Regions from separate parts of the Mus musculus genome. Here all the other regions are linked to region 6. A link is a contact called in public ChIA-PET and promoter capture Hi-C data. All regions are on one chromosome and are shown on one strand. Each heading gives the region's core, a stretch centred on a gene start, on an enhancer-like site or on the middle of the called end of the contact. The rest is flanking DNA. Distances are from core to core; before and after follow the strand shown.

The links. ChIA-PET counts read pairs in DNA pulled down with a chosen protein or histone mark. Capture Hi-C pulls out chosen DNA fragments and counts their contacts.
Region 1: a contact with region 6 is called in an RNA polymerase II ChIA-PET map of memory CD8 T cells, with 75 read pairs. The contact joins the enhancer-like site here to the promoter of Psme3ip1 in region 6. A contact is called at or near these places in 3 of 39 promoter capture datasets (hematopoietic stem and progenitor cells, hippocampal neurons and pre-B cells), 11 of 115 datasets of contacts at active chromatin or transcription factors (the SCID.adh cell line, bone marrow-derived dendritic cells, bone marrow-derived macrophages and 6 more) and 3 of 9 other capture datasets (adipose tissue, liver and macrophages).
Region 2: a contact with region 6 is called in an RNA polymerase II ChIA-PET map of memory CD8 T cells, with 59 read pairs. The contact joins the promoter of Polr2c here to the promoter of Psme3ip1 in region 6. A contact is called at or near these places in 3 of 39 promoter capture datasets (hippocampal neurons, liver and pre-B cells), 2 of 484 Hi-C or Micro-C datasets (double positive thymocytes and natural killer cells), 4 of 115 datasets of contacts at active chromatin or transcription factors (bone marrow-derived macrophages, large pre-B cells, memory CD8 T cells and 1 more) and 3 of 9 other capture datasets (adipose tissue, liver and macrophages).
Region 3: a contact with region 6 is called in a promoter capture Hi-C map of adipose tissue. The contact joins the promoter of Cx3cl1 here to the promoter of Psme3ip1 in region 6. A contact is called at or near these places in 2 of 39 promoter capture datasets (the 3T3-L1 cell line and macrophages), 1 of 484 Hi-C or Micro-C datasets (3T3-L1-derived adipocytes), 5 of 115 datasets of contacts at active chromatin or transcription factors (bone marrow-derived dendritic cells, bone marrow-derived macrophages, embryonic stem cells and 1 more) and 2 of 9 other capture datasets (adipose tissue and pancreatic islet).
Region 4: a contact with region 6 is called in an RNA polymerase II ChIA-PET map of memory CD8 T cells, with 37 read pairs. The contact joins the enhancer-like site here to the promoter of Psme3ip1 in region 6. A contact is called at or near these places in 2 of 39 promoter capture datasets (neutrophils and pre-B cells), 3 of 115 datasets of contacts at active chromatin or transcription factors (the SCID.adh cell line, effector CD8 T cells and memory CD8 T cells) and 3 of 9 other capture datasets (adipose tissue, liver and pancreatic islet).
Region 5: a contact with region 6 is called in an RNA polymerase II ChIA-PET map of memory CD8 T cells, with 97 read pairs. The contact joins the enhancer-like site here to the promoter of Psme3ip1 in region 6. A contact is called at or near these places in 7 of 39 promoter capture datasets (embryonic stem cells, hematopoietic stem and progenitor cells, hippocampal neurons and 4 more), 2 of 484 Hi-C or Micro-C datasets (brown adipocytes and natural killer cells), 7 of 115 datasets of contacts at active chromatin or transcription factors (the 230-238 cell line, the SCID.adh cell line, bone marrow-derived dendritic cells and 4 more) and 2 of 9 other capture datasets (adipose tissue and macrophages).

What each region holds. Positions count from the first base shown.
Region 1 is chr8:94,361,361-94,365,175 of GRCm38.p6, forward strand. All of the region lies in intron 24 of Slc12a3 (solute carrier family 12, member 3), which reads left to right. Among named protein-coding and RNA genes, the nearest start is that of Gm15889, 15 kb to the right of the region's middle. Within about 2 kb of position 2,156, at least 220 of the 459 cell types and tissues checked have an H3K27ac peak or open chromatin away from gene starts, as enhancers often do. A contact at or near this core is called in the SCID.adh cell line, adipose tissue, bone marrow-derived dendritic cells and 8 more, where this site is marked.
Region 2 is chr8:94,855,265-94,858,819 of GRCm38.p6, forward strand. It overlaps Polr2c (polymerase (RNA) II (DNA directed) polypeptide C), which reads left to right and starts at 2,186. Exons shown (of 9, transcript NM_009090.5): 1 at 2,186-2,377; 2 at 2,483-2,532. The coding sequence starts at 2,292.
Region 3 is chr8:94,770,249-94,774,156 of GRCm38.p6, forward strand. It overlaps Cx3cl1 (chemokine (C-X3-C motif) ligand 1), which reads left to right and starts at 1,932. Exons shown (of 3, transcript NM_009142.3): 1 at 1,932-2,086. The coding sequence starts at 2,017.
Region 4 is chr8:94,456,437-94,460,052 of GRCm38.p6, forward strand. It overlaps a transcript of Nlrc5 not described here. Among named protein-coding and RNA genes, the nearest start is that of Nlrc5, 15 kb to the right of the region's middle. Within about 2 kb of position 2,210, at least 56 of the 459 cell types and tissues checked have an H3K27ac peak or open chromatin away from gene starts, as enhancers often do. A contact at or near this core is called in adipose tissue, effector CD8 T cells, liver and 2 more, where this site is marked.
Region 5 is chr8:94,413,991-94,417,410 of GRCm38.p6, forward strand. No RefSeq gene overlaps it. Among named protein-coding and RNA genes, the nearest start is that of 9330175E14Rik, 19 kb to the right of the region's middle. Within about 2 kb of position 1,446, at least 35 of the 459 cell types and tissues checked have an H3K27ac peak or open chromatin away from gene starts, as enhancers often do. A contact at or near this core is called in the SCID.adh cell line, memory CD8 T cells and pro-B cells, where this site is marked.
Region 6 is chr8:94,600,274-94,603,759 of GRCm38.p6, forward strand. It overlaps Psme3ip1 (proteasome activator subunit 3 interacting protein 1), which reads right to left and starts at 1,453. Exons shown (of 8, transcript NM_028221.4): 1 at 1,224-1,453. Rspry1 (ring finger and SPRY domain containing 1) reads left to right here and starts at 1,668. Exons shown (of 15, transcript NM_026274.4): 1 at 1,668-2,157. It overlaps LOC115486880, which reads right to left and starts at 2,618. Exons shown (of 2, transcript XM_030243886.1): 1 at 2,540-2,618; 2 at 1,343-2,372. The coding sequence starts at 2,618. The coding sequence ends at 1,663.

The sequences.
Region 1 (3,815 bases), core at 906-3,405, 240 kb before region 6:
GGGTCTTTATAAAACAGGAGCTTGCTTCTCATGGTTCTGGAGGACTCAAGGTCTAATATCAAAATGTCAGCAAATATGGTATCTGGTAGAGCCAGCCTTCTGGTCATAGATGAGAGTCACATGTCACTAGGAGACCCCTTGTCATTGTGTCCTCACATGGCAGGAACTCTCCAGAGACATTTTGTACAGAGGATGCTAAGCTCTTGACCTTATCACCTCCCAAAGTCTCCAGCTCCTAAACCCGTCACCCCCTAATCCAGAAGGAAACATTTCAACAGGCTGAATTTTAGCTGACCACACCAGGCTGCTTACTGGCTTTGTTCTTGTGAGTCACTTCACATGTGCCCAAGGACAGAAAGACATACAGGACCCTTAGTGAGTTGTGGTGTCCTCGGTAACGTGGTGATCAGGATCTCAGACCAATTAGCGTCAAAGCACAGAGATCTGAGCTGAAGCAGTTACCAGTCCTTCCTTGGGCCACCCCAGAGGACACTGAAACCTACATGCTTCTCAAGGGCTGGGGCTTCCTGTACTCAGCTCTTGGCAGCCAAAGGGTGGTGTCACACACAGGGAGTTGAATTCTGCCTTAGAATGTCCTCCAGTGTGGCTTACGGCATTGAAAAAGTCAAGACTGTGACACCAAGGCGTTAAGCCAGATGTGGACCCTCTGAGGTAGGACCCTTCTGTGGCTCCATGACACCCATTGTTGGGCACCTCCCAGGGCCTGCAGAAGGTCAGGTTTTCCTACTGAGAACGTGCTGAGGGAAGGGGGTTTGTTCCATCAACATTCTCTCAAGAGAATGTTCCCAAAACTAGGTTGGGCCCAGGGTGTGGCCTGAGTCAAGACAGTGGAGGTGGCGCCAAGACATCTAACCCTCTGGGGACTCTGAGGTGTGAACTGTCCAGGGTGCATGGGTGGGACAAGCTGCAGCTTCCATAGTGAAGTCTCTCTTCAAAGAAACACACCTGCAATTATGACCTGCTGTTAACTCACTGTGTAGCCTTGCTAAGGAACACCACGTCTCTCTTAGCCTTGATTTCCCTAATGAGCACTGAAGCAGGTTCAAGGTTCTCCTTCATCACACTGCGATCCCAAGTTCACTTGCTATAAAATGAATCCATCTCTGGACGGGTGAGGGGGTGGGGTGGGGGTGGGGGCATGATGAGATTTTACCTGAGTAGCGTCTCCCGCCCCACTTTCTCCTCTTCCCCAAAACTTCGGGAAACGTCAAAAGCTCACCAACTAGTCTTGCGAGATTAGCTGAGAGTAACAGTGGTGTGTCTGGTCACCCTGGAGGTGACACCTACACACACCCCCACCCTAGCCAGATGTCACCCAACAGGGCCCCTAGCTCTTGGAACAACTCTCCAGAGCAGCTGTGAGTGTGTCCCAACCCTCCAAGTTGGAGACCAGCCCAGATCTCTCAGGATGCAGTCAAGGTCAGCCTCATTAGACTTGGGAACCCTGAACATGCAAATTCTAGTCTCTTTTAGAAGAAGGCTGGGAGGGGCTCAAGACCCCTGTTCCCAGACATTCTAAGGACAACAAACAAGGAACAATCCTCAGTGGAACCAGGTGAAACGGGTGTCTAATCTAGCTCCAGCTTGGGGCAGAACCTGGCTCTGTCAGTCTCCTACTCCGTGGCTTATCTGATGACCCACCCCTACACCTCCACCCATGTGTGAGCGCAGCTACACCTGCACAGGTGTTGAGCTGGCGCTGCACAGTAACTATCCCAACCCCACAGCCTCTGAGCAGGACCTCCTTTTTCTCAGTAACGACCCTCTACATTGCCAAAGAGTAATTCATGAAGGCATCCTTACCACCCGTGCCTGAGCTGAGGAAGATGCTGTAAGCAGGGGCCTGCTTTAAGGATCATAACTAAACTGTGTTCCTTGAGACAGGGACACTGCCACAGGAGTTGTGTCCTCTACTCAGGGCCTTCCAGATGGGGAGTGGACTGGCACTCAGCCTGGGTTGGTTCCGTTCAGGGACTTAACTTCTGGATCTAGCATTCACCCAACACTGCCTTGCACTTTTGAACAGAACTTGTATTGTTCCCAGCTTTGTTCTAAAGATCAGTGGTTTAGGGTGAGCACATCCTGTTGGCAAGAGCAAGCATGTTATTGGCTAAAGCTAGAGCCAGTTAAAGGCGCTGTCCCACGGGACAGGGCCACAGGCTCCGCCCAGGGAGGGAACTTCAGGCTGAAGCTTGCTGCAGGAACTGTGGGTTTTTTTGTGGCTCTGAGCAGGCAGGCACCTGTGCCCTGTGCCCTTTAAAGTTGGTGAACTCAGTTCCCAAAAATGTTGTAGCATTTTCCCAGACTGCAGAGTCCTCAGCTTCAGGAGCGCCTGCAAAATCTAAGCTTGGCCTTTCTCCTCTCCTATGCCGTTCCCATGGAAGATCACTAACCACTTTCGGGTGAAGACAACAGTTGCTTAGTGACATAGGCATCCTTGTTCCCACCCATCCTTCCTGATCCTTGGGACCTTACGTTCTAAAAATAGGGCAATGGTTGTCCGGCTGATGTTCTGACCCTGTGTTTTAGTTAGTGATCACAGGCCTGGTGAGGTTGTAGCAAGCAGATGCATCAGGTAGAAAGATCTAGGAACCTGATTCAGGACACATCTCCACCACCTGCATGCTGTGTGCATCCTCAGACAGCCAACAAGGGCAGTGACTCTGTGACTGCTCTATTTAAAGAACTCTGAGGCTCAGTGCCACTCAGGCACTTTGCCAAAGTCACCAAGTTGAGGACATTGCAATGCCAGCACTCAGGCGATGACTGTGGGGTCAGATTCTGAACTCTGAACCCTAGTTCAAATCTGCCTGGCTGGCTGCTCCAGCTGGCCAAGTTCAGCTGGCCAGAGTTCAGCTGGGGCACTGTCCACTGCTGGCCTTAATTAGAGCTCAGATGGAGGGATTGTCAAGGGTACAATCCGGTACACTGTTGTGTAAGCACTAATATCCCAAACTCATGCACCATAGCTGGTTCTGTGAGGTACCATATTTCCCAGAAGCTGAACCCATGGAACCATGATCCTAATGTAACTTTAGAATTCTTCGGGTTTTTGTTGTTGTTGTTTCAAGACAGAGTTTCTCTGTGTAGCCCTGGCTGTCCTGGAACTCACTCTGTAGACCAGGTTGGCCTCGAACTCAGAAATCTGCCTGCCTCTGCCTCTCAAGTGCTGGGATTAAAGGTGTACGCCACTACTGTCCGGCTAGAATTCTTAAGATGGTAGAAAAGTCACTTTCTTATCTGCACAGCCAAACATGACTGAACAGCATTCTAGGATATCCTGTTACTTGCATCGTGTTTTACAGCTAGGACAAAAGGCCCCTGAGAAACCATGCTGGAATCGTCCCTGACATCCTTCATGGGGCGGGGGTGGTGGCGGTGGTGGTGATGGTGGCGGTGGTGGGCAGGACAAGGGCATGCAGCCATCTCACAGGAGCATATCACTCTGTGACCTGGTGGGGTGACCTCACCCACTCAGCAAACTTCCTTTGAGCCTGTCTGTCTCAGTGTATTTATGCACAGAGGGAAGTTCCAGACAAAACTCAGCCTGCAGGTGGATGAACACATATTCCAATGGGGGAGAGAGACAACACATAAACACAACTAAAGACACCTATAAGATTGTGGAGGGCTATGAGAACGGTCAACTGGGGATTGGATGGCAAACTGTGGCCAATCAGAGGAGCTGTCCTCAAGCAGCTTAATGCCCTCAAACCTGGATGATTCAAAGAAGCCACCCAGAGCTGGGCATGGTGGTTTACCAAGTCCAAAGGTCTCAAGACAGGAGCAACTTA
Region 2 (3,555 bases), core at 936-3,435, 260 kb after region 6:
ACGGGGCCACCATGACAGCCTTGCATCTTTGGGCACAGTCAAATGAGAGTAATCCCAGGCCATGCACTTCTTGTCTGCTCCTAGTCTCTGACTACTTGCAGGCAGTCCTTAGCTTTCATTAGTCTTCCAGCCTCTACACTGGCGCCGTTTCCTTTGTGCCCATGGTTAGCACGGTCTTCTGTACAAATCACTGTCTTTCTGTTTAAATCAGCTGATGGGGAGAGTTGAGTTCCAGATCTTGTCCACAGGGCTTTCTGTCAGGCTCTTTCTGTACCTCTGATTTTTTCTTTTTAATGCCTCTCGACATTCCATAGAGTTACTGCCACATAATTACACTTCATCTTTTCTCTATCCTCTATAGCATCCCTCTCAGCAGACAAGTGTGATTCATGATTCACAGGGATGGTGTGTGCTGTAGACCAGGCCCCCCTCTGTCAATGCTTTTCTCTCTCCCTCAGGAAGAAATGTGACTCCTTGTTACAGCAACTCTTTATTCTCTGGTAACTCTGCCCTCTAAATGTAGTTCCTTCAGGGTTCCGTTTAAGGGCCTCTTTTCTCTGTGTGAACAGCTGCCACTTTTTAGAGGCCCATTTAAACTCCTCAGCTGCAACTACACAGATCTGTAGAAGTGGAGAGCATTGTATCTACTTCAGAAGAACATCACACGATCAAGAGTAGAAGGGAAAGTGTGTATCGTCTAACACATATGGACATTGTTGAGTATACGTTGGGGACCTTTGAGGTGGCTCAGTGGGTAAGAGCACTTGCAGTCAGGCCTGGCATCCTTCCACACACGTGATGTATTGGTACCATTACATACATACACATATAAAATAGAAATACATTTAAAAAAAAATTTTAAAAAAAGCCAGGCGTGGTGGCACACACCTTTAATCCCAGCACTTGGGAGGCAGAGGCAGAGGCAGGCGGATTTCTGAGTTCGAGGCCAGCCTGGTCTACAAAGTGAGTTCCAGGACAGCCAGAGCTATACAGAGAAACCCTGTCTTGAAAAACAAAAACAAAAACAAACAAACAAAAAAACATGGGTTTTGTTTTTCTTGTGTATGCATTACAGTACTCTCTCTGACATTAGCTCGGATGTGGGTCTCTTGTTTGCTTCTTTGTGTGTTATCTAACTGTCCTGAGAGCATCCAGGGGATTCTTCTCTCCATCTTCCTACTCACAGGAGCCTAAGATTAGACTCTTGCATTACCATGCCTCTTTACAGGTGTTCTGAGAATTTGACCTTGTGTCCTTGCACATCAGGGTTTGGCTTCGCACCCTGGAACAAGTGACTGAGGTGCATATTTTACCCGTCAAAGCAGACCTGGCCTCCAGGTTCTCCCAGCATCCTTCAGTCCCCACCTGGCATGCTCTGCCTCCACCCTGAACTTTCCAGCCCAGAGGCTGGGCTGCCCTTCCCCAAGAGGTTCTTCCCTATAGAATCCAGACATTTTGCTCTTGCTCTCTGGATCGATCTATCTCCCTCCCCCTGCCCCAGGCCCTTTCTCTTCTCCCTCTCTGCCCTTCCCATGGCGGTTCCCCGGCCTCTGTTCTTAAGGCCAGTGAACTCACCTGAGAGCAGCTTCCCAATAAACCTGCCTTTTAATATATTCTAATCTGTCTTGAATTGGCTCATTTTACCAGCAGAGAAATAACCTATCAGTCGTCTTGCATGCTTGAGTCACCTCCCTAGCCATTTTGTTCATGTATAGATGTACAACTTTTTAATGGTTTTTTTTAAGGTTTCATTGTATTCCTATGTATTTTAAAAATTATTTTTATGTATAAGGATGTTTTGCTTGCATGTATATTTGTGCACCATGTGAATACCTGGTGCCCTCAGATACCAGGAGAGAGTTTCCTCAGAAACTGAAGCTAAAGATGTTAGGCATCATATGGGTGCTGGGAATACAATCCAAGTCTTACATAAGAACAGCCAGTGCTCTTATCCCCAATGCCGTATCTCCAGCCCCGTATGTAAGTTTAACCAAGTCTCTATCGATCATTGCCTAATGCGTTATTTTTAGCAGTTATAAATAACGTTGGCATGAATGACCCTGTACATTTAATTTTTGTGCTGTATATCTTGGGGATTTCAAGAGTATAGGACCAATGCATTTTGGCGCCGGTGTGGTTAGAAAACACAGGCCAGGAGAGTTCCGGCCTCCGGTCAGCAGGTGGCGCTGCGCCCGCGACTAGCCGGAAGCGCCGATTGCCCCGCCGACAAACTGCTGGTGGCCGCGCAGGCGCGCTGTGCGGCTGGCGCGGGAGCCTGGCGGAGGGTCGCGATGCCGTACGCCAACCAGCCAACAGTGCGGATCACGGAACTCACCGAAGAGAACGTCAAGTTCATTATCGAGAACACGGACCTGGCGTAAGGCGGCGAGGGGAGAGGCGGGCGGGCGGCCGGGTCCTCGAGCTCCTGACCCCGGGGCTGTGGCTTCGGGGCCGCTCACACCGCCTGTCTTTCCTCCTGTAGGGTGGCCAATTCCATTCGGAGGGTCTTCATCGCAGAGGTGCCCATAATAGGTAAGCGACCGTCCCTGGGAGCCCGTGCCGCCCACCCTCCGCCCGGGGTGGGGGCTGAGAACACTGCGGTGCTGTACGCTGGGCTGGGGCAGCCTAGGCCCGCCTTGGTGCGTGCCTTGCTCAGCTGCGGGTTTCCCAGTACTGTTCGTCTACCCCAAAGCAACAGAAATCAAAACCAAGCACTGTTAAACAGCGGAGGGCTGCAGCCTCCTCATCCGGGCGGTGTAGATGCTAGGCGTCGTTAGCAGGTGATGCAGCGATTGCCGAAGTAGTGTAGATGATGCGCTTTTGCTTTGACGTCAGTGTTCGCTACTGGCTGGTGTCTTTTGAACATATATGCTGATTTTACAAAATCATGGGCTTCGTTATGTAGTTTGAAATCTACACACACAGAGTGTACCTGGTCTCTCCCATCCTTCCAGATAGTACCCTGCTATACTTTCTTGTCGTCTCCCCCTATCTTTTTGAAAACCTTTATTTACATATATGTGTCTATCTCTGGGCTCGAGTACCGGAGTTCATGTGTAGAGGTCAGAGTACAGCTTGTAGGAGGGATTCTCTTCTCCCACCATATGGGGCCCAGGATTGAACTCCTTAAGGCTTGACAACAAAAAGTATCTTGCACATCTTGCAGGCTCCGAACTTTCTCTTTATTAAAGAGAGAAAGAGAAAAAGAGAGAGATTCCACATGAGAGAAAGCATGTGTTATAAAGATTTTCTAATTTTGTTTGTTTGTTTGTTTTTCAAGACAGGGTTTCTCTGTGTAGCCCTGGCTGTCCTGGAACTCACTTTGTAGACCAGGCTGGCCTGGAACTCAGAAATCTGCCTGCCTCTGCCTCTGCCTCCCAAGAGCTGGGATTAAAGGCGTGCACCACCACTGCCCGGCTTAAGATTTTCTTTAACAAACAACATACTTTTGTTCCTTATTGTTGAAGTGTGTGTGTGTGTGTGTGTGTGTGTGTGAGAGAGAGACAGACAGACAGACAGACTTCGGTTTTTTGTTTTTTTAAATCCATCCTGGTG
Region 3 (3,908 bases), core at 682-3,181, 170 kb after region 6:
AGCCTGGGTGTGTTATCATGACTATGTGTGTTAAACATGGAACTCCATTAAGTTTTGTTTAGTTGGGGATAGACACCAGGCTTTTGGCATGCCAGGTGAGTGCTGTACAGCTGAGCTATGTCCCCAGCACCATGGGAAACGTTATTAGAGAGTGCCTGGATCAGAGTTAATTTAGTGCCTCCTTCCTAATTTTACAGAATCCAAACATTTCACAATAACTCTGGAGCCAGGCTTGCATCCTGCAAACCATCTCCCTGCCCTCCAAATTCTACTCTGGAGCTCACCCTCCAGTCAGGGATTCCAAGTCTCCATTCCCAGATCCTTTCCCTTTAAATATGTAAGTGTTGATTTCCCATAATCCTCCTTGGATTCCCCTACCTACCCCTGTCTTCTCTCTCTTCTCTCTCCCTTTTCCTCTGGTCCCCCCCCCGCCCCTCCTTCTTATCCTATCTGCTGCACAGGCACAAAGAAACCTAGACTTCTGGGTTTTATTTCCCTGTTTGGTTTGGAGTTTTTGTTTTTGTTTTTGTTCTAGCCAGGCTGGAAGTCACTATGTAGCCCAGGCTAGACTTGAACTTTAGACGATCCTTCCTCCACCTCTTCAGTGCTGCAATTACAAACATGAGGTACCCTACCTGGCCCAGCCCTCCATTTTTATCACTTCTTATTAAGTCTCTCCAGCTGTAAAATGAGGCTTCCTGGCTTCTTATCTGGCCAGCTGAGGGCAGGTTCTCTGGGCCTCAGTGGATATTGATCCCTGCCAGGACAGCCACCCTCAACACTATCAGTACCCACACCAGGTGCTAGCCCTGCTACAATGTATAGCAGGAGAGAGCACGAGGTCTTCGGGGGCGGCAGCTGCAGCCTCTGCAGTCTGGACCAGGCTGGCTATGGTCCAACTGGCACCTTAGCCTAGGACAGTTTTCTACACAAACTGGTTTTTCCTTCTGGCTGGCAGCCCAAAAAGAGTAGCGCAATTCACTCCCAGCCCGAGGCTGGGGAGGCTCTGACTTTTCTAGACTCCCAGGATTGTACTCCCTGTCTTCCGGGAAGTCAGGTTGTGTGCAGTACCCAAGCTTTGCTGCTAGGTCTTGCCTGGTCTCATGGAGAAAGCTTCTGGAAGATCCGAGCCAGAAGCTGGGTTAGCCAGACTCTACAGTGGCAGAGCTACCCTGGAAGGAGGCAGGACCTCTCTAAGGCTCTGCATTAGGGTCCAAGAGGAGCCAAGAGACCCTTAGCTCCGAAGACAAGTTCGTGGCTGTGCTGTTTCGGGAGCTAGCAGAAGGCACAGCCAGCCCTGGATAGAGCAAAGGCTAGAGGGGCTACACAACAGCTAAGGAGGCCAGGAGGCCCATGTTCCCTCCATGTCCATGTCCTCAGCAGCCCTGGCTCTGCAGTCTTCTCCTCCGTGGTCTTGATAAGTTTATCGAGTGAAGCTCTGTGTGATTTGGAATGGTCTCTCCCTTCTCTGGGTCTCAGTTTCCCCACCTGTCCATAGAAGGCAGGACTGGATCTATGTTTCAGGAAACTGCTTGCCAGGTTCGGTGTTGAGTCCAGCAGATGCATAGGCTGAAATGTATCTGGGGATTTTAAGGGGTGATTGCTGGGGGTTCTGCATCGCATGGGCGAAAGACCCCATCTGCCCCCAGATCAAGAAAGAGCTTGGCAGATCCGGCCTGGCGGGGACCAGCGCTCTGCATGTCCCTGGCTCAGTGTCCGGCTTAGACAAGACCTAGGTTCTCCAGGGAAGGTAACCCTGCTAACCCACCAGGTTCCCATCGCGCCGCTCCCGCAGCGGAGCCCAGCGCAGGATTGCAACTGGTTCCCTGGCAACCTGGGAGGAATCCAGCCGCAGCTACAGGCTCTTCCTCTCCCCTCCCACCGCCTCCTACTGCGGGCGCCGGGGGCGGAGGCTGCCAGCCCATTATAAAAAGCAACCGAGACCAGCCGCGAGTGACTACTAGGAGCTGCGACACGGCCCAGCCTCCTGGCCCGCCGAATTCCTGCACTCCAGCCATGGCTCCCTCGCCGCTCGCGTGGCTGCTGCGCCTGGCCGCGTTCTTCCATTTGTGTACTCTGCTGCCGGGTGAGTGGGTCCCGGACCCTACCTCGGGGAGAAAGGAAGGGTATGCAGACTGCATCTCCCTGGGGAAAATAGGCCCCCGCGAGTCCCAGCCATCCCAGTGGCTTCTGGGGTGGGAGTCGGGGAGACACCTCGGAGGTGTCTGTGGGAGACAGAAGCTGTGTGGGGAGGAGAGCGAGGGCTGAGGGAAACCTGAGCAGGCTCCTGGCTGACGGACAAGAGGTGGTTCTTCCTACTGAGGTTAACTATAACCTGTATAAGCTCTGGCCCGGGGCCAGGGACTAGGTAGGACTTTCCCCTGCCCTGTCGCTCCAGGCCCCCAGAAATAGTTAAGGTCAAGGTCACTGCAGCTCATGGGGATGGAGCTTGTCTCTAGTACTGGCGTGCAGCTTGTCGTCTCTCTGCCTGTGTCTCCCCCATCATCCTTGCCACTTTCTCCAAACCCAGCTTAGAAAATATTTTGTCTCTACGGACTTGCTTCCTGGAGTCCACTACCTGGTAGTACAAGGTGTAGACATTCCTAGGGACATAGGAAAGATGGAGAGCTAGAGCTAGAGATCTGTTTGAGGATGCTCAGCCAGTATGCAGGGCAGGAGAGAGTGATGCCCAGGGACTTAAGGAAGGAGAGACCAACAGCCTTGCCCACCTTCTCTTTTGACCATTCCACCTCCTTTAACCTCTAGAGCTCCATCCTCAGGGAGGGCCGAGGCTATTTAGCCAGGCTAAATTAGCAGGTTGTCGCTCAGAGAAGGTGGCACTCTGCCTTAGGGCGCACTGTGAAACTGGAAAAAAATGAGAGCCAACCCCCAGCATCAAGGATATCTCCATGGAACTAAATCACCAGTGCCACAGGGAGCTGGGTGGGTGAGTGGGTGGGAGTGGGGGTGGTGGGATAAAATTGTGCCTGCCTTTCTGCTGTCTGAGCTCTGGCCCTCAAGCCTGAGATATTTGTAGACAGTGCGCACGGGGAAGTAGGAATCAGATGGAGGTTGCTTTGCCATCACCTCCCTGTGTGTCAATGGAGCAGGGTCTTGACTTCTCTGGTCCCAACTGCTGTAGCATTCACGCCTTACCGGTGAGAAAACTCCAGTGTCTAGGGAGGCATTTTGGAAAGTGCATGTGGTCATGGTGGTAGCTATCACTTTCCTAAGCTTATAGGGAAATCCTAGGCAAGGTTGAAAAGAAAACCCAGAATGTCTGATGCCTGAGGACCCTAATCGTGGTTGCTGGCTTTGCCAGGACACAGTGAGGATGGATGACTCAACCCCAGTGAACCTCAGTTTCTTCTCCCCTTGAATGAGGTATTCAGCTGGGTTCACCCTAGAGCTCCCTCAGCAAGGGGGGGGGGGTGTCTCAGGCTTTAGGGATGCTGCAGGCTGGTGCAGGGCATCTGCGTCAGTCCCCAAATGTGGGTCTGCAGGGCTGTGTCAGGCGAGCGAGCGAGCGCTCAGCGCTTTATGTAACAAACCTGCAAATGCAAGTTGGAGCAGGGAAGGCTGCTCTCCAGCACTGACGCATTCACTCCCACTCAAGTCTCAGCAAGAAAGAGAAAAAGAAAGAAAAAAAATATATCTGCTTTCAGCTGTTCCAGCCTGCTTCCCCCATCCTCAGTGGGGGTGGAGGGGGGCAGAGGCGGACAGCTCCAGTGTCAGTCAGATCGAGGGCCCTATGGATTTAATTAGAAGCTCCCCCCCCACACACACACACACACTTCTCTGTTGGTCGAGGTTTTATATGCCATTAAGCACCTCTGCATGCATCTCATCCATTCATTTGGTTGGCAAACTGGACACCTGCTGTGCGACAAGCGCATTTCTGGTTGCTA
Region 4 (3,616 bases), core at 960-3,459, 140 kb before region 6:
GCATTTTATTTTTTTATGCCACGTACGCTACTGCATCTCACAGTGGTTAGTGCTACAAAGCAGATCCTAAGTGGAAGGGTGTTTGGCTTATCCACATTTGGTGGATTCCTGTTGTGGTTTGGGCTCCTTCATAAGCTAACCTGGAGACAAACATAGCTCATTCATTTAGGAGGTGCTCCTATAGGGACACGTACTATGGGGACAGAAAATGAAGACAGGGGAGGCCAGGCATCCCAGAGGTGTGTCATTGAGTGAGTACTATAGGTAATGGACACCTGCCTAATGAAGAGGGAGTAGGATGTTTACACAGCAACTCTCAGCATCCCTTGGCTAAGGAGACAAATTAAGCCCTTGGCCTCCAGCTGATGGGTAGGTGGTCAGATGTGAACCAAGTACATGCAGATGAAGCTGGGGACCTGGGAGGAGCTACAGGGCTTTAATGACATCCTCCTAAAAAAGGAACCACAAGACTCACCCATCAATGGAGGATAGGAAAGTTTATTTCTCAGCCATTTAGGGAGTATCAATAACCCCAGGGCTCTGTGACCATGTGACTGGGGGAGCGTGGTAATTTACATACACTGATACCTTCCTGAGCTCTTCCCTGGAGTACTCTTAATAATCTCCTACCCATAAATATAAAGCACACACGTATCTGTTTCCCCCCCTCAATCCCGTCATTGTGTGCCATTTGCCATATTTTTTCTTTTTGAGACAGGGTTTCTCTGTGTAGCCCTGGCTATCCTGGAACTCAGAAATCTGCCTGCCTCTGCCTCCCAAGTGCTGGGATTAAAGGCGTGCGCCACCATGCTCGGCGTGTCTTTCCATGTTTTATTAGAATCATCGCTCTACCAGGAAGATCAGCAAATCACATACAACCCTTTTCCAGTGTGTTGCTTTCATTTTATCTTTGTCTCCCCCCCCCCCCCCGCACACACACACACACACACACACACACACACACACACACAAATAGAAAAATTAGTGGATGGTAAGAAATGTTTTATTGTAACACCTTTGTTTATATAAAATGTTTCCAGTAACTTTATTGAAGTGTGGAGCATCTCAGAATGAAAATGAACAATCCGGTCTAAACATCCAGGGACCACTTGTGTGTGGGCAGTGTTTTCATAGCTCTTGGGTCTAGACCTAGGAATGGCAGAGCTGGATTTATGATGAACTTCCAAACTGGTTTCCAAAGTAGTATCATTCTTGCCAGCCATATGTGAGGCTTCCAGTTCTTTCAAATCCCAATCAACAGAGTCCATTGTTTTCCTTACAGCCAGTCTATATGGGTATGAAATGCTATGATCCCAGGATTTTAAGTTCCAAGCAATCTTAAAACTGTTTGTTTGTTTATTAGAGAGAGAGAGAAAGCAAGTGAGCACATGAACAAGAGAGAGAACGAATGTGTGCATGTGCGTCTACATGTGTTTGACATAAGCATGTGGGCACCATGGTGGGCATGTGGAGATCAGAGGACAACTTTGTAGAGTCGGTTCTCTCCTTTCGGCTTTCCATGGGCTCTGGGAATCAAACTGAGGTGTCTGACAAGCGCCTTTGCCTGCTGAGTCATCTCCCCAGTCCTATGCAACACATTTACAAAAACACTTAGTTAAAAATAATTATTTCGGGGAAGCAATGTCCCCGTGTTTAAAAACACTTCCTGCTCTTGTAGAGGATTTGAGTTAAGTTTCCAGAACTCATGTTGGGAAGGTCACTACTGCCTAGAACTCAAGCTCCAGAGGATCTGATGCCCTCTCTGACCCACAGGCATGTGGATGTACGTGTACACACACACACACACACACACACACACACACACACACACAATTTTAATAATAGTTCTTTAACTGGATGTGTTGGGAAATGCCATTGATGAGTGAGTTTTATGTGAATGTGAAGCTCATTTGGCTCTATTCCATTCCTTTGGTCATTTTGTATTTTTTTTCTATTTTAACCCAAGTTCCATACAGTGTTGATCCCTCTAGAAATCGCTTTACTATATTTGGAGACTTTCTCCACATGCTTGCCTGCCTATCCCCCAAATGGCCTTTTGATAGAATTGCCTTCGGTTTTTCTGTCTTGTGCGTTCCTGAGGATTGACCCCAGGGTCTTGTGCTTGCTAAATACATGCATACACACTGCACACCAAGCTGCAGCCTGCACCCTTAATTATTCGATTCTAACTGAAAATGCCTTGTGCTGTAATATTGGCACCCTATTGCCACACATCCTGTTTGCTTATTTCTCCAAATGACTGTCCCCATCCTCACATCTCTAGGGTGTTCTGGTCGACTTTAAGTGGCATTGCCTTCTGCCTGCATACCAACTTAGAGATTTTTTTTCTTTCTGCTTTCTGTGGTCACAGGCAGCTGTGTCTTAGTCACTTCAAACTGCTGTAACAGAATAACACAGTCTAGGTGTCAATTATAGCTCACAGCCTCAGAGGCTGGGAGGCCCCAGATCTGGATTCCAGTACATCCACTGGAGGTTCAGAGCTGCTTGCTATGTTTTCATCAGGGTAGAAAGAGACATTACTTCCTGTATCTTCTTGTAGATACATTTGTGTCACCTTGAAGATCTACCTCACAACTCTGTTGCATCTCTGAATCTCCTGGTGCTGTTGTACCAAATTCACTGTAGAGAACATTAACTTTGTATCACAGTAAGGTAGACTACCTCTGCGGCTTCACCCTGCTGCTCTTCTTCCTTTAGACAGGGTCTTACATAGGCCAGGCTGACCTTGAACTCACTCTGAAACTGAAGATATTCTTGAACTCCTGGTTCTTCTGCTTTCACCTTGCAAGTGCTAGGATTGCACACATGCGTGCCCAGCACTTGTTTGCTTATTTAAAAACTTTAAACTATTAAGAAAGACGGCTCCAAATGTTGAGCTCCTGGGGACTTTGTGGGCAAGGACAGAGGCTGGCATTTGTGGTGAGGACTTTTCCACTTTTGTGCAAATGAGTAAGCTGAGTCCAACTATGGACTTATGATGCCCAGGCTTTTAGTTAAAGGAGGTAGGGGAAGTCATCCTGTGTTCCTTGTTTGGCAAGATGGCAGCAGGATGACTGGGCTGTGCCAACTCCAGGAACATACAGAACTTGGTTGGGAAGAACTCGATTGGTTTGTGAAGGTGAAGGACCTTTGAGGGTCAAGTGTCCTCTGAGGCAGGGACTGGGGTCCTGGACACAGCATCATTCCTCTTGAGTTTGGAAGAGGGGGAGAGCACCTTGTTTTCTCTCTCTTTAGGACCTGAGCCATAGAAACAGCCTATAAACTGAGGGTCAGAGGGCAAAGTCCAGACACTCAGAAGACCCTCTATATGGGGACACCATCTATCATGATCCAAGAAGCCAGGTAAATGGATTTTCCTCCCCTTCCCTCTTTTCCTTTCCCCTCCCATCTCTTCCTTCTCTCTCTAACTGTGGCCAAGACTCCCAACCCCACTTCCCTGAGTCATTGGTCAGCTGTACCCTTTTGCTGCTGTAGATGGAAACTAAGAGTAGACAAGGGATTCTGTCTACTATTTTGTGGGTTCCTTTCTCTCTTCCACCCTTTTCCACCTCTTTACTTCTTCCCTTTTAACTCCCTGTCTTAGTCAGGGTTTCTA
Region 5 (3,420 bases), core at 196-2,695, 190 kb before region 6:
CTCTTCCCCATCTGATTCTTTTCCATCTACAGGGTAGGTCTCCCCCAACTCCCAGTCTGTGTCAGATTCCCCGCCTAAGACTCTGGTGCTCTAGCCTGGTCTCTCTCTCCTTTCACATAGTCTTTGGTTACAATTGTGCGTTTTTGTTTGGGGATTCCCTAATAGATGTTGAGTTTTGCTGCCAGACACCATGTGTGCTGGGCTTTCTGCTGAATCCAGCTTCTGGTCATAGTTGAAGTTAGTAATGTCCCCACAAATATCATTAGAAGCAACAGCTGGCTGTCAAAATCTGTCTCTGAGCTGGGTGTGGTGGTGCACGCCTTTAATACAACACTTAGGAGATAGAGGCAGGCGGATTTCTGAGTTCGAGGCCAGCCTGGTCTACAAAGTGACAGGACAGCCAGAACTATACAGAGAAACCCTGTCTCCAAAAAACCAAATAAATAAATAATTAATTAATAAAAAAAAAAAACCAAAATCTGTCTGTCTCTGTCTCTCTCATGTGCCTGTGCACTGTCTCTATCTCTCCCTCCCTTCCCTCCCTCCCCTTCCCCTCCTTCTCCCCCTCCCCCCCTCTCTCATGTGCCTGTGTACTGTCTCTCTCTGCTTCTCTGTCCCTCTCCCTCCCCTCCCCCTCCTCCCTCTCCCATGTGCCTGTGCATGTGTGCATGCATGTACATGTGCATGCATTTGTTTCTGTAGCCCTGGCTGTCCTGGAACTCGATCTGTAGACCAGAATAGCCTTGAATGCAGAGATCTGCCTACCTCTACCTCCAGAGATTAAAGGATGTAAAGGCTGTGCAACATCATGCACGGCTAAAAAAAAAGAAAAAAAAATCCCTCTATTCATTACACCTCTGCTGGGTCACCATAGAGCAGGACCAGTTCTTGACTCTGCATGTGGGAGATCTCATTTATTCTCACTGTTGTCACCCCCATTTCACAGGCCGGGAAAGTGATGCCCACAAAGCTAAGTGAATGTGTCCCTTCCATACCCCTGGAGGTGAGCAGAAAAGCAACTGTTTTTGCTGTCCCCCATACAGATGACAAAACTGAAGTCTTGAGGGGTCAAGGCTCTTAACTTCTTTTTACTTTTTTGGTGTCTATTTATTTTATGCATATAAATGTTTTTGCTTGCATGTTTGTATGTGCAACGTATGTATGCCTGGTGCCCATGGAGTTCAGATCCCTTGACACGGGAATTGCAGACTACTGTGAACCACCATGTGGATGCTAGCAATCAAGCCAGGGTCCTCTGGAAGAGCAGCCTGTACTCTTAACTGCTGAGCCATCTCTTCAGCCCAAGTCCTAACTTCTTGCTGTGTCACTGTTAAGTTAGTGTAGGGTTACAGCCCAGAGCCTGAGCTACTCCAAACTGCTTCTTGCTCACACAGGACTGCAGTCAGCCTGATCCCCTCTGATGGCTGCTGTCCCGGTCACATGACTCCTGTCTCTCAGCATCTGTTCAGTGACTTCCTTACCAGCCCAGGCTGGGTCACTGTCTACTGCCTGAGGAGGCCTACAATCTCCTGCCAGAACAAGGGTGTTGTGGTCAGTTCTCCTGGACTGATGGAATTTCTCTTCCCACAGACGGATGGGCAAAATCACCTTTGAAGAGGTGAGATGGGTGCAAGGCTTTGGGGTACCAGCGGCTGTCGGGGTCTACCTGTTCTTTTCATTCCCTCTGCTGGGGTTCACTGTTTCCTATCCGTGGCTCCTGATCATCAAACTCGTGGGATGTGAGCCAGGAGAAGGCCCACAGGATGCCTCAGCCTTGCTAATGTCCCTCTAAGTGGAACACTGAGACAGGTCCCTTACACTGTCTAAGACCATCTGCCTCTGTCCACATCTACCATAGATCTCCAGTTCCCCCACATTGTAGGTTTTAGGAAAGAAGCATAGAGTGAATATGTGCTGGGCTTGTCATGAGAATCCCATGTAAGGTCTGGGGTGGCACTTAGGATCAAGCACACACTGACATCGCCTGTGTCAGTAGCCACATGAAGCAAGACCATCCTAGGTACCAAACTCCCTCTGAGTGGCTGGGTTTCATCCACTTAGAAACAGGAGCTTGGAAGCTAGTATAGTTGTAAACAAGAAACCGAGGGTCAGTCTGGTCTCCAGTGTTCTTCAAGGTCTCCTTAATAGTTTTTAATACGCTAAACTCTAAAGATAGGAGGCATGATGGCTATGCCTGTAATCTCAGTGTTAGGAGGCCAAGCAGGAGGATTGTGAGCTAAGAGAAAAGTAACCCTGAGCTACACAGTGGAGTCCTGACTGAAAAAAAAATTCCCCCAAATCAAAACAATACCCGCACCCTCCCACACACCCCCACAAAATCCTAAAGGCAAAAGTAATGAAAACCTGTCCCTCCCAGCACTCAGGAGGCAGAGGAAGGCGTATTTCTGAGTTCGAGGCCAGCCTGGTCTACAAAGTGAGTTCCAGGACAGCCAGGGCTATCCATAGAAACCCTGTCTCGAAAAAACAAACAAACAAACCAAGACCTGGGGCCACACCCACACCTCTCTATGAAGTCTAGAATGGGATTCCTTTGGGGGAATCCCATTTCTTAAAAACAACAACAAACCAACTCCTTATTTTTACATTTTATCGATGATGATGATGGTGGTGGTGGTGGTGATGATGATGATGGTGATGGTGGTGGTGATGGTGGTGGTGGTGATGGTGATTGGGTTTTTTAGAGATAGGGTTTCTCTGTGCAGCACTGGCTATCCTGAAACTTGCACTGTAGACCAAGTTGACCTTGTATTCACAGAGAACCATCTGCCTCTACCTCCCAAGTGCTGGGCTTAAAGGTATCTGCAATTTCTTTAAAATATTTTTATCAGGCCAAAGAGATAACTCAGTTCAATTCCTGTGACCCGCATGGTGGAAGGAGAAAGTCAGTTTCTGTAAGTCGTCCTCTGATCTGTACACATGCACATAGCATGCAGGTGGGGGACACACATGAAGTAAATAAGAATGTAAGGAAAGTTTAATCAGTTAGCGTGTATGGGTGCACAGACACACACACACACATCAGTCCACCATGGCCTATATCTGGACGTCAGAGAACAACTTTTAGAGCTAATTCTTTTTCTACCCTGGGCGTCCCAGGGACTGAAGTCCAGTGGTCAGGCTTGGTGAGAAATTCACATACACACTGATCCATCTTGCTAGCCCCAACTCATTAATTTTTTCTAATAACTTTAGATTTGAATAAAAGTTACAAAGACATGACAAAATGTTCCATACCCAATGTACAGTATTAATCTTTCCATAAACAAGCTGTGTTGGTTGTAGATCACCACTGCTGAGCTCTTAGTGACTCCAGACTTCATCGGAACGTCATTCTTTTTTTTTCCCACTGATCTCCAGACCATGGAGCATGTGACCTTCAGACTTTTGAAAAGTTCCCAG
Region 6 (3,486 bases), core at 203-2,702:
GCTGAAGATTGCCTTTAAGCAAACGTACGGTGACAACGAAGGATGAAACCAGGTAAATGCTCCCCACATAATTCTTCCTTTTTTAAGACTTCAACTTCAGAGATAATTGGGCCATCCGACTTTCAGACCCTTACATATTATTCATAGCTCATCTTAGGCTCCAACTGAAACACAGGAGCTGCCTTTATTTCAACTCAGCTCCTTCTGTCATAGAAAGTTCTACAGATTCCTTTCAAATATCTCAGAAGCAGTACCCGCCAAACCATTTTGCTTGGTAGTTTATACTCTGCTTTGTTTTCTGGCAGTCTTGCTAAGGAAGCCAGGCCTGTCTCCAACTGACAGTCCCCCACACCCACACACAGCCTCGTGGTCCTAGGATTACAGGTACAAGCCACTACACGGAGCTCCTCCAAACCATTTTTATGATGTCTCTGGGGACACTTCAATAAATCAATTCACTTAACCAACGAAACTTGCTACACAGGTTGACAAGTCGCTGCAAATCCTACAGAGGTTCATATTAGACTTTGTGGGGTCCACTCTAGACTTAAACAATCAGACTGACCCAAGGGTGCAGCACAGGGTTTGCATTTTAAAACCAAGGGCCACAGACCTTGTGTTCCCCCAAGAAGCCATTTCCATGACCAATAGTTCTCCCTTTCCCTCTGCGTGGACTGGCATTCCAAGGGCACCAACTCTCAAAGAAGACATTTCAACGACCGGTTGTGTTCTAATAAAATAAGCACACAGCCTTGTTTCCTACTAGAAGAGAATGAGCGAGGCGCTGCAACGGGGAAATTTATTATGTACCCATCCTGCAACTACACACTTCGGGATTCAACGATGCTCAAGTCGGCATTCCACGTTTTCTAAGGAGCGAGGAGCTGCTCCGAATGGAACCGAGGCAGCAGCTCACTTTAGGCCTGATGGCTCCAGCTAACCGCAAAGTGCTGAAAGAAGACAAGGGGCCCGGCAGCTCGGGCGCGTAAGAAAGAGTCGGAACCTCCCACCACGACCGCCACGCCGTCCCGCAGACTCCCGCGGCTCCGCTCCGGAGTGGGCACCGCAAACTCCCAAGCCGGGCGACTCAGGACACCGCACTAGAAAGGACCGCGGGCTGGAGACAAACCTGGGCTCTAATCCTAACTCTGGCTTGGAGTTCACCCTCTCCACGGCCGAGAAGCCTGGTTTCGCCTCCCGGCGCGGACCCAGGCCGCACTCACCTACGAGAGCGCGGGAGGCGAGCCGCCCTCACCTCCGCGGCGCCTACCGTAAACCGTCGCCGCCAAGGCCACTCTCGCTCTTAAAAAACTAGAAAAGAAACCAAGAAAAGAACGACGGCTTAAAGGAAGAAAACACACTTCGCTATTGTATTCCTTTTGACCCTTCGGGGCTTCCTGTTCCTTACAGCCACAACACATTTCCACCCCGCTTCCGGCGGCATAGTCCAATCAACAGCTCTCTCCCTCCCCGAGCGCCTCGTGGAAATCCGGTGCTCCAAGACCGTATGGAGCGATCTGATTGGGTCGTTCGCCCTTCGGCAAGGGGATTAGCTGGTTCATTCCAGGCTGGCGGGCCGACCCGCGAGATCACGTGACACAAATCTTGACTGATGATTGGCTGTCTGAGAGAGAGGGCTTGCCACTGAGGAAGGGGCGTTTCCTAGGGGACTGAGGGAGGGCCCGGGCGGTGTGAAGCGGGGGTGGGCCCCTGCGCGTAATGGCAGTGCCGTGTCCCCGCGTCCATCTTTACCGCTCTCTTGGACCTGTCACAAAGGAGTCGCGCCGCTGTCGCTGTCCCCTCCCTCCGGTGGGCCCAGGAGCTAGTGCAAGTCAGTGCCACAGCCCGACCGCGCTGCTCTGGGAAGCCCCTTGGGGACGTGGCCGGGGAGGGAGCTTGAGGGCTAGCGACGCCTGTGAAGGAAGGGGACAGCCGCTGAAGCCTGGGTCGGAGAGACTGGACTGGGGCCGTGGCCGTCTCCGGGCAGGGGTCTTGGAGAGGGTGGCGTTGGTCAGAGCCTGGGAAGCAGCCGGCACACTCTCCTCCGAGGCCCGCGCTGGAGGCGCCTGAAAGCGGTTCCTGGAAGAGGGTGTTCCCCTTTAGGGGATCTTGACTGAAGGAGGTCCTGGGGTCACCCTCCCGAGGAGACTGGCTAAGGTGAGAAGCAGGTACCTCCTGGGGAGGCTCCGGACGCGGAGAGACCCTCGTTCGGGCTCCTCGGAACCGAAGGGGCCGAGGGGCGCACGTCGTGGGCAGGGATTCCTTCTGGGGAGTTTTGCGTTGCAGTGGGAAGCCGACTTCCCCTGGGATGGTCTGGTGTTGCCTTGGGGTGGAGAGTTCGACGTGAAGCGAGGCTGGGGAGAGTTCTTCGCCTTAGAGAGAGGCTGGAGGCGGGAGCCAGACCTAGCGGATTCTCCTACTCTCCAGGCCTGAGCTAAATATTAAGTAAAAAACCCTTGGGGAGGGCAGTCCTTTCCGTTGGAAAGCCCTAGATCGGGATGGTAAGCGGAAACGGGGATAGTCGGGGTTCTTCCCTCACTCTGGAGTCTGACTAGGTGTCCCAGAGTAAGGATTCTGCTGCCTCTGGCCTTCGCGCCAGAGTGGGACAGGGGAGTCATCCCACCAGCAGCACCCCCAAGCGAGCCTCCAAATTTGGCATTACTTCCTGCCGGGCCCGCTGTCTGCCTCACTTTCCCTGTTCTTACAGAGGGAGACCTAGTTAGAGCTACTGGGCTGAAACTCTTGAGATTCTGTCTTGCGCAGATGTCCGAGTAAGGTTTCGTCCCCTGGAGTGATGTACTTTGAACTTTTTTAAAGTTGGCAGTGTCTGTTACCGTCTGAGTAGAGTCGTGCAGTCTCCCAGGCTCCTCACTTAACCCATCTGCTTGTCCTTCCTTAGTTGAAGTGACTTGACATCTTAGAGTTTCTTCTGTAAAATAATCAACGCTGTGTGTGTGGAAGTAAGGTAGTGTAATGTATTGTTGTTGAGGAACAATGTGTTTTCTAATCTGGAAAATTGTTGATGTAAGAGACTAGCATAAATACTGGTCTTGATTACCTATAGAGCTCTGAGAACCATGTATCACTGAGTGAAATGTTAGTCTAAACCCTGCCTGCTTCCTAGACATGAAGAGGTTTCCAGCTTTTGTTTAGAGAGTTTTAATTTACTTTCCACTTCTAATAGTGCTGGGAGGAATTAGCATTTCCTTTGAGTAGTTTTTCTTTTAAGTAGTTTGTTCTAAATATTGTAGGCTCACTTTTTCTTGTATCTGTTCTTTGGCCTTTGAATGGCTACAGGTAGTGAAGACTAGGCAGCATCCCTCACCACTTGTAATTTGTAAATGAGCCTGTAGTTTTGTTTTGTTTTTCTTTCCATGAATTCTGCCTTGTGGTACCTCCAGAGTAATAGCTTACAAGGCACTTTTCAGTTTTCATTTTATGTAGAGTCTGCATTTCTTGAGACGATAACTTGCTGTGTAGACCCCT